Linked DNA regions of Callithrix jacchus: region 2 is linked to region 1. Evidence: chromatin contacts called from public Hi-C data. All regions are on one chromosome and are shown on one strand. The core of a region is the stretch at or near the end of the contact, and the rest is flanking DNA. Distances in the headings are between cores, read along the strand shown. Region 1 overlaps FAM13A (family with sequence similarity 13 member A). Region 2 overlaps FAM13A (family with sequence similarity 13 member A).

Region 1 (4,883 bases), core at 440-2,939:
ACTCACTAAATTCAAAATATAAGACTCTAGGTCTAAAGTGGTATAAGACAAGATCCTTGTCTTCAGTCAGTTGATGGGGGATATCAGTGTCCGGGGAGGTTATCAGAGAAGCCTCCTGGAGGAGGTCAGCTTACCCTCTGGCTAAAGCAATACAGAGGGGCTGGAGCTGTTGTGCTGTGAATCCAATGAAGCTTGAGCTTCAGGGCCCCTCATTTTCTTGGGCCCTTTACAAGCTATGTCCCTAATCCTGTATTCTTAGTATCATGTTTTTTTTTTTTCTTAAAGAAGTCTCAAAAACATTAAGCATCTAGACCCACAAAACCTTGATCTACCCCTGACAAAGAGAAACAAAAATATGAATTGAGAAGCAGAGACAGGATAGCATAAAGAAAAGTAGGTAGGCAAAGGAAAATGTGGGGTGTCTGGTCAAAGAATGATGGGGTAATAAAATGGAGAAACAGGAAAGGGTCTACGACAAGTTAAAGAGTGAAGGCTTTATCACTGGAGCATTAAGTGAGGAAAAAGACAAAATACAATTGGGTTTTAGGAAGATCTAGGTAGCTAAGAAGCAGAGTATGAAGAGGGCTTGCCTTATGGAAACCCTTGCCTTATGTTAAGGTAGTAAACTAAGTTTATGGGGGAAAAGAAGTAAAGAAAGATGATTTGGCAACTTGGTTCAAAAGGGAGAGGGAAAAGGTTGAAAGGTAATCTTAATGTTTTGAAAAGTCAGAATAAAGAAAAAAACACTGTAAAAGATAAAGTTAGGGGGCAGGGATAGGAGAGTAGCTGGTTTAGGCAGAAGATAATGATTTCCAGCTCAGTATGCTGCATAGCATGTAAGCAGGTGTTTCAGGCAGCAGAGGACTTTGAAAGTGTCAGAAACAATCTTTCTAAGAAAGAGCAGGCCAGGATTTAACTTGACATTCTTGAGAGTCTAATGGTGAATGTTTGCAATGACATAAGCATTGAAGCCTATGAGAAGTTTTTAGAGAGGAGGTGCTTATTTATATCAGCCTTTGCTTCTTTCCCTCACCTGGTAATTGTATTGCTCTTTTTAAAGCAAAAGAGGAAGCTAAATACATTTTATTTGATAATCTGATAAAATACGTTATGAGCTCTTTAATTCAACAAACATGTAATAAGCACCAGACATTGTTAGTAATAAAAAAATCAATCATGAGAAAAAAATTCAAACACTATCATTACCCTCATGGACTTTGAAGTCTGGTAAGATGTTTATGTTCTTCCACTTTTACATATTATTTGACTGTGAAGAAAATCAATGTCAAAAGTTGATATGAATTTTAGCTCCAATTCTGACAAAAACTGTGACACTAGGGATGATATTAAAAGTATTTAACAATGACTATTACCAGGGCACACCTAAATGGAAGAGATACCAGCTGGTTTGTGTAACAGCTTCTAAAATAGTTCTTATGATCCCCACACCTCTTGGTACCACACCCACTGTAATCCCCACTACTTGAGTGTGGGCTGGACATAGTGACTTGCTTCTAACAACAGAATACAGCAAATGTGATGTCATGTTGCATCTGAGATGAAGTTATAAAAGACTGACAATCTATCACCCCGCTCCTGCTCCTGCTCTCTTTCCTCTCTCCTCTCTTTCACTCTGATGAAGCAGCCAACTGTGTACTTTGTTAGCTACTGACCATGGGCAAAGAACTAAAGGTGGTCTCTGGCCAATGACCAGGGAATAACTGAGCCCCTCAGGTCAACAGCTCACAGGTAATAGAATCCTACCAACAACCACATGAAGAGCTTGGGAGGGAATTTTTCCCCTCTTGAGTCCTGATATGAGTGAAGCCTTGGGTCAGACGGAGGACACAACTAAGATGTGTCTGGATTCCTGACCCACAGAAACTGTGAGATAACGATAAATATTATTGGTTTAATCTACTATGTTTTGGGGGAATTTGTTATGCAGCAAATGGATAATGAATATGATATACTTTTCCCTTAAATTTTGTGGAATATTAGGTTCTATTGGGAGATGTCAGCTTAGTCATTTAAAGCTTTCAAGCTCTGTCTCTTCTACTACACAAAAGTTTATCTTTAACTTCAGAAACTTATCCAACAATCAAGCAGCTAACATCCAACAGAAAGGCATTCCATCCCTGGTCAAAGCTGAAATCCTGAAAATTTAGTTTTATTTCCTGTTCCTATATTTACCCAGCTGATTAACTTAACCTTGCCTTCTGTTTTTGGCCTAGCAAATGCCCCTTGGATATGATTTCACATGACGGCTTTTTTTAGCTTTGACCTTACTTTTCCAACAAGGATTTCTGAACCTTCCCCCAAATAAATATACTTCCAGCAATTTCAAAAAAACTACCCAGCTCCAAGAACTGTCTGTGGTCCTCAAGCCTCCTGATCCTACTGGACCAAACTAGCAGATACAAAATGTACAAATGGAAAGGACTGAATTTAATGTTCCTCAATAATATTTTCGTGTCTCTGTCCCATTTATCTGAACAACTCTTTTCCCTCAGGAATATCTCCGACCCTTAACTCTTATGATAATTAGTGATGTTCAACTAGGGAAAGTTTACAATCCTGGACATGAATATATCACATTCTGAGAGAAGAATCCATGTAGTTTTTTAGAGCCTCTTATGAGGCTATAAATATATCCAACACACACGAGACTTACCAGACCATATAACCTTAAATTTTTCTACTGCAAAATTTTAGAAAGTTATGACTATAACAAATATTCAGGAAAAGGAGATATTTGGATGACCTCATGAAGCAGAGTTACTCTCATACATTCCAGAGATCCTATTTTATTTGATTTTCGGAGCTATGTGCTAATTGTCACAAAACAGCAACTTAATAGTGGTTTAGCAATGAAGAAAAAATTATGTAAGTTAATGTCTACATCACTGAAAGATACTTTTCTGTGCAACTGAAATATTTCTTTCAAAATAGTATGACTATAATCATTAGAAACAGAATATGCCAGAAATCACAATTTGCCTAACAGCACACTTTGGCCGACGGTTAGTATGACAATATGTAGACACATTCTGACACCTGGTGGTGGCTTGAGACTCTACACCATGGGTTAAAACGACATAACCCAGAATATCTTCTTGCTAAACTAAGAGAAGCAAGCCATTAACACTGCCAGCAAGATTAGTTATTTTAACAGTTTAAAGACTATATGCTTTACAAGTTGTAATGTATACAATTTTTAATGGAAATATCCATAATCTCTTTAAAGGGCTTGATATAGGTCTTTCTGTCTTAAAACTCCTTTACAATAGTTTACCCTCATGCCAAATTGCTAAATTGTCTGCATTTACGAGAAACAATAATAAAGCATAAATAAAGTACCAACCTATAATTATGTTATGTTGGGGTTCCCCGTCAGTTCCCTTGAGAGGACGTTTCTCAGTGTTCCCAGAGAGGAAAAATCAGAGAAGGAGAGCTCCTCTCACACTGAGTGAGAGAATCCAGAAAGACAGAATCCAGGAGAGGAAAGCAGCTTTCACACTGGGAGAAAGGGGACCCCAGAGGAGAAATTCAGGAGGGGAAAGAGAGCTCCCACCATGTGGGAGGGGATTCCAGAAAGCTGGAAATCCGGTGTGGGTGAAGGAGCAGGGGAATTTATCCTGGGAGAAATTCCCACCTCCCCAAGTTCCTTTGGCCAATGAAAGGAGATCCTTTAAACTTCCACTGGGGTGACTGACTCTGTTTCTTCCCTTGCCTGCAAAATTTAAACATAAACCGTTAAATCTCCCAAATGGAGAGAGATGGAAGTGGGGCACGGCACTGGGAAGTTCTTGCCCTTAAAACTACGCCCCCTTGTGGACCCGGAAAGAGAACACATTCCCTCAATTGCATTATATGAGCGGTCACCCCTATAGTCCCATTCCCATGCCTGACACAGTGTTTAATAGTAAGCAGTATCACAGTATCACAGATTCAGTAAATAGTTGACCCCCCCCAAAAAAACCTGAAATGTAATTAAATAAAACAAATTGAAGTATTATGTCCTTAGACTTCAAACTACCCTTCAAACTTACACAGGTTCTTTGGTTTATTAACACGATAACTTCAAATATAAGAAGGGGCTTGTGTTTGTCTAATAGTAATTACCTACATAGTCTTTCAAAATACAGGTGCCAGGCCTACCCCACCTTGCCCAGCCAAGATTCTGATTCAGTAGATATGAGGTGGGCAATGCATGTGCATTTTGAAGATTCCACCGGTGATTCTATTTCACATCCCTCATTAGGAATGACCGATTTAACCTAATAAAATGTTTAGTTTGCATTACCCAAATACACCCTGTTAAAGTTTAACTAACAGTATACTAAGGAGGGGTAGAAAAAAATCCCTAATTCAAATTTTGCCAAAATTTTCCTATGTTGATGGTGTGAGTTTAAATTGTTTCAACTCTGATAGAGTTCATTACAAATGCACATATACTCTGACCACCCAGGAGTCCACTTCCAGGAAGTAGTCTATGCACACACTCTTATGTGCTTGAAATGCCATATGTTAAAGGTTAGTCATGGAACCACTGTTTGTAAAAAACAGAAGACTGGAAACAATTCATTTGTGCATCGGTATGGGACTGCTTAAAGACATGATATGTACATATGGTAGAACAGTGTGCAGAGAAAATAAAATAATTAAAAATGAGTAAAACTCTTTATGCAACTGTTTTCTAAGCATCTTGCCTTTTTGCAATTTATTTTCCTTCAATAAGGAGATAAATTCTATGGAGTAAGAACAGAAACCTGACTCTTTCCAGAGCAAAATATCATTTTGTCACAAAGAACTGCCCGAGAGTGGGTAATTTATAAAGGAAAGAGGTTTAACTGACTCACAGTTCAGCGTGGCTGGGGAGG
Region 2 (4,746 bases), core at 414-2,913, 230 kb before region 1:
GAGCGTACATTTCTTATTAGAATCTATGATAGGTGCCAGAGATAAGCAGGCTAAGAAAACAATCCCAACTTCCATGGAATTTATAGACTAGCAGAGAAATGGAAACTTAAAATTTGATTAATTAGTATTTTTAAAAAAGGGATATATAACTACCATTGATTGAGAGCTCACAATAAAAAGCCAGGTGTTGTGCTAAGAGTTTATGGGCATTATCTCATTCAATCCTCAAAGACATCATGGAGGAAGGAATTACTAACCAGATTTTTCAGATAAGAATAACAAGTTTTAGAAAGGTTAATTAACAGGCTGAAGGCCATAGAGGCAGTCACGGCTGAGATTCCAATCTAAGTGTGAAGTCAGATCTTCAGCCCTTCCACTCAGAAGCACTATGCAGTCTGGCAGATTAGGTGAGGTTCTGTTAAATAAGTCACACAGGGAGTGAATTTTGAGGGTCATATAGGCATTGTGGGGAGAAAGATAATGGACGGGAGAAGAACTCTTTGAGAGAGAAAGAGAGAGAGAGAGAGAGAGAGAGAGAGAGAGAGAGAGAGAGAGAGACAGAGAGAGAGAGGGAGAGAGGGAGGGAGAGAGAGAGAGATTGAAAGCCTGGGAGAATTAATAACTCGGCAGGTGCGGCAATTGAGGGAATTCAGCACTGGGGATGCAGCAGTGACCTGACAGAAAGCTGACATTGGAGAAACAGGCAGGCTCTTGTGTTTCTGTCAAATCAAGGAGTTGAAAATAAAGGAAAGTCACTTATAAAAATAAAACCCAGTGTATCAATGGTCTACTCTGGCCAGAATTTAATTTCTAATTTTAGTTTCAAGAGTTATTTTAACCCAGACAGCAAAATCAGTTTCTTTTTATAATCATTCTGCTGATTGCAAAATAATGATATCTACTAGGTTATCTTTTTTTCTAAATGCTTAATTTTTTCTTTAGCTTTTCAGTTCCATTCATTTAATATGATCTGAGTAAAGCAGTTCAATTCTTTAGTTTATTTCTAGTAAGTTCAAGTCTTCTGAAGTCTTTTTTTGGGAGGAGGGCCACAGGGTCTTATTCTGTCATCTAGGCTGGAGTGCAGTGGCATGCTCATAGCTTCCTGCATCCTCAAACTCCTGGACTCAAGTGATCCTCCCACCTCAGCTTGTAGGTAGGACTACAGGTATATGCCACCATGCACAGCTAATTTAAAAAAAAATTTGTAGAGACAGAGTCTCACTGTGTTGCCCAGGCTGGTCTCCAACTCCTGGTTTCCAGCTATCCTCCTGCCTCTGCTTACCAAAGCACTAGGATTATAGGTGTGAGCCACCGCACCCAGGTTCCCCGAGTTTTATTCTTAGATTTGATGAGAAGATACCATATTTCCCTGAGTTTGGTCCCTAAAGGTATTATAAAACATATGTCTTAAACTCCCCCCTCCATTATTCTTACTTCTTTACTTAGGCACCTTAATTTTAAAAAGCAATTTCCATACATGGAAGCTAACACCTTCACTTTTTTAGTGATTTAGACAGGATGATCTTAAAATTTGAAAGTATCCTCACCTTAGTTCATGTTATGTTCTTTATTTGGAGTAATCAGCAAATATGTAGGCTGCATGGGCAATTGAACCATCATGTGAGAGTAGAGCCCACAGAGATCTTACTTGTTCTCAGTGACGTCTTGTTACTACCAAATATAGGCCACTTTGGTGATGAAGAATAAATTCAGACACACAACTCAAAGGCATTGACCCACATTTGAAGTGAGGCAGCTTTTAACTCCCTCCTAGACTGTGTTTGTGGAGGCAGGGAGCAGTGCCAGGAGTGCCAACAAGTTAGGAAAAACAGAGACTTCTAGATAAATTAACTGAAAGGTGTCATGTCCACAAGCAGCAGAGGGCTCTCTAACACCACACAGAAACTCACAAGCCGGCCCAAGATTACCTGGGTTCTTCCCTGGTGAACTTCCATATCATTCCCATGTTATCGACGTTTACACTGGCAAAAGGATATTCTAAAGACCAATGCTTAGGAAGAGCTCATGAATTCTGTTGATAAGTTTCAGTAAAACTTTTTGATGTTGGGCCACTAATACATGTTTATTAATCCTCTTCCTTAAGTCTTTTTGGAAGAAGAGCCACACAATTTGGAATTATGATGTGTTTCACCATCATAAAACAAATATTAGATAATATACACTGGATGTCATTATTTGCTACATGAAAAAAATAATAATTACATAGGCATTATTGATTTCAGTTTCTCACTTTGGTAGACAAACCCAAGAAAGAACAGGATGCCAACACATGAAAGCAGATGCCAATGCACTGAAATCAAAGGAGTCAACATCAATCATTAGCACTCACAGGTTCCTAACTTCATCCGCCATCATTTTCCCTTGTGGATATAAATAAAGTTAGTTTACTGAAAAGTTAGTCTAGCAAATCAAAATACTGCTATGAAAGTTGAGAGTTTTGTCATAGATATGACTGAGTTAAAAATTTTGTATCTTAGACTGCTTGAGTCTTTCTATACATAAAATAGAGATCCTTACCTATAGACTCACAATATCTAAGGGGAAGAAAACTCAATGAAATACAAATCCTACAAAGAGTGTGTGGTACAAACTAAGTCTGAGATCTGATAACATATTATCTCATTAGTGACAGAAGGTTAATTTAGTCACCTGAGAAAACTTACATTTCAATTCTTAGTTTAATATAGTTTCTCCCTTTATTTCTGTTACTATTTTATTTTTCTCAAGGAACCTTTTCAGATTGCAAGAATATCTATATAAGTGGATATAATATGTTGAATTTTATTATTAACTATAAGTGGTATATAAATATTTTAGTATTTTAAAAAACAACTGGGACTGTTTAATTATCTCAATAGAGATAGTTAATAAGATCCTGTTTTTAAGCCATTTGTAGTGAATCGCTAAGAACTGAGGACTTTACAGAAGGTCAAAATTTAAACGTTCAGCCTCTGCCATGTTTTTTCTAAAGATCACGAATTTCTAAACAGCCAACTCCATCCTGGAAACTCTGCCAATAACATTCAGTAATAAACAGATAGCAAGACACATTTTATTTCATTTTTAGTTTTTAACCTTATCTGTTATTCTCATCTTGGCTACAAATTAGCAGTAACAATATATCTTCTACACACTCTCACAATATGCTAAGAAAGGCTAAAGATGCATTTATGAAAACTGTAAGTTGAGTAGACATTAGGGTACAAACATGCCACTAATAAGATCACACTCTTACATGAGGTTTAATAAAACACAGGATAATGTTACCCATCTAGGCACATCTCTATTAGTATTATGCTAATCATACTGTGTATTACTGAATTTACCACATGGTACTGTAATTGTCTGGTAATGTGTTTGCATCCTAACTGGCATGTGATCTCTTTGGAGCAGAGCTATGTCTTAATTACCTTAGGATCACTGGCAGTACAGAGTAGTTAGTGTTCAATCAAAGAGAAAATATTAAACAACACTCTAAGTATGTTTTTTATAGGTGAAAGTGACAATTTAGGAAATGAAAGCATCATTTATGAAAAAAAATCCTCACATAAGGTCAGATACTAAATATGCTATTTGGAGATGCTGAGTAGTATAATACTAGATTCCTATATATGCCAGCTGTCACTAGCTTTATATGCACTATAATCATTAACTAGAATTTAGATCAGTGTTTCTCTACGGGTAGACCATCTGCATCAGACTTAGGAAGCTTGTTAAAATACAGATACTCTCCCTGCTACTTCCAGATTTGGATGCAGTGAGTCTAGGGAAGGAGGGCAATGGGAAGAATTTGATTTTAAAAATAAGTTCCTTAGATAATTCTCATGCACTCAAAGTATGAGAAGCACTGAACTCTCTGCTAAACACAAATAGTGAGCATGAATTTCTTTAACTGCTATTTAAAGCTCTTCTTTTACTCATTCACTTTCAATGTAGTTTGTATCCCTTGGTGCTCTTAAACAGAACAGAACAAAGCACTCATTCCAAGAATACTGCTAAGGCTCTGGAGCCTTCCTGCTTCAGGACCATAATGGTGGGGAGAATCAGTAACAGTCATCATTACCATGAGAGTCACAGAAATCAACAGCCAAAGATATCAAACTGGAATCTGAAGAAACAATTACACACAGGGGCGGGGAAGTTTTCCACATAAATGCTTAAATTCGCAACGCACTCTTAACAAAGAGAACCACACAAACCTGGTCCTTACCTTCAGGAGGTTTATAAGCAAAGGTATGTACAGGCTGGCAGTAAAGATTTCAGGGAAATCAGTCAAATTAAAGTCTAAGAGCTGCGAAAACATTGCAGCATTGAATGAATGCAACAGTGGTCTTCAGAAAGGTAATACAAAGAAACAAAAGTAGCAACTCAACATTCTTGAATGAAAATTCAAATTATTCCTTGATTTATTCCTACTAAGTTCATTAATCATGATTAAAAATATGAAATAATTTCCCAGAAAATAATGATAGTTTTATTTTAGCTGTAACTGGTTTGACTGCCTAAACAATGTTTCAGCAGCACAAAGATCTATTTTCTGCTTAACAGTTATTATAGCATCAAGTGGCGATTACAGATATTCCAGTAGCCAATACTCTTACCTAGAATGCAATTTGCTTAAAACCCTTAAGAACTGATGTATTATAAGGGGGAAAAACAGTCTTCAACTTTAAAGGCGGAAACCAAATCAAGACTCCAGAAAGTGTATGTTAGTTTTAGTCTCTT

What was found. A called contact is a pair of places that touch in the nucleus more often than the background predicts.
Region 2: a contact with region 1 is called in a Hi-C map of skeletal muscle, with 9 times the contacts expected there. The contact joins two enhancer-like sites. A contact is called at or near these places in 3 of 3 Hi-C or Micro-C datasets (induced pluripotent stem cells and skeletal muscle).

Annotation. Positions count from the first base shown.
Region 1 is chr3:108,610,492-108,615,374 of calJac240_pri, reverse strand. All of the region lies in intron 2 of FAM13A (family with sequence similarity 13 member A), which reads right to left. Among named protein-coding and RNA genes, the nearest start is that of TIGD2, 95 kb to the right of the region's middle. Within about 2 kb of position 1,689, at least 1 of the 16 cell types and tissues checked has an H3K27ac peak or open chromatin away from gene starts, as enhancers often do. A contact at or near this core is called in skeletal muscle, where this site is marked.
Region 2 is chr3:108,843,263-108,848,008 of calJac240_pri, reverse strand. The region is part of intron 6 of FAM13A (family with sequence similarity 13 member A); the gene reads right to left. Among named protein-coding and RNA genes, the nearest start is that of NAP1L5, 130 kb to the left of the region's middle. Within about 2 kb of position 1,663, at least 2 of the 16 cell types and tissues checked have an H3K27ac peak or open chromatin away from gene starts, as enhancers often do. A contact at or near this core is called in skeletal muscle, where this site is marked.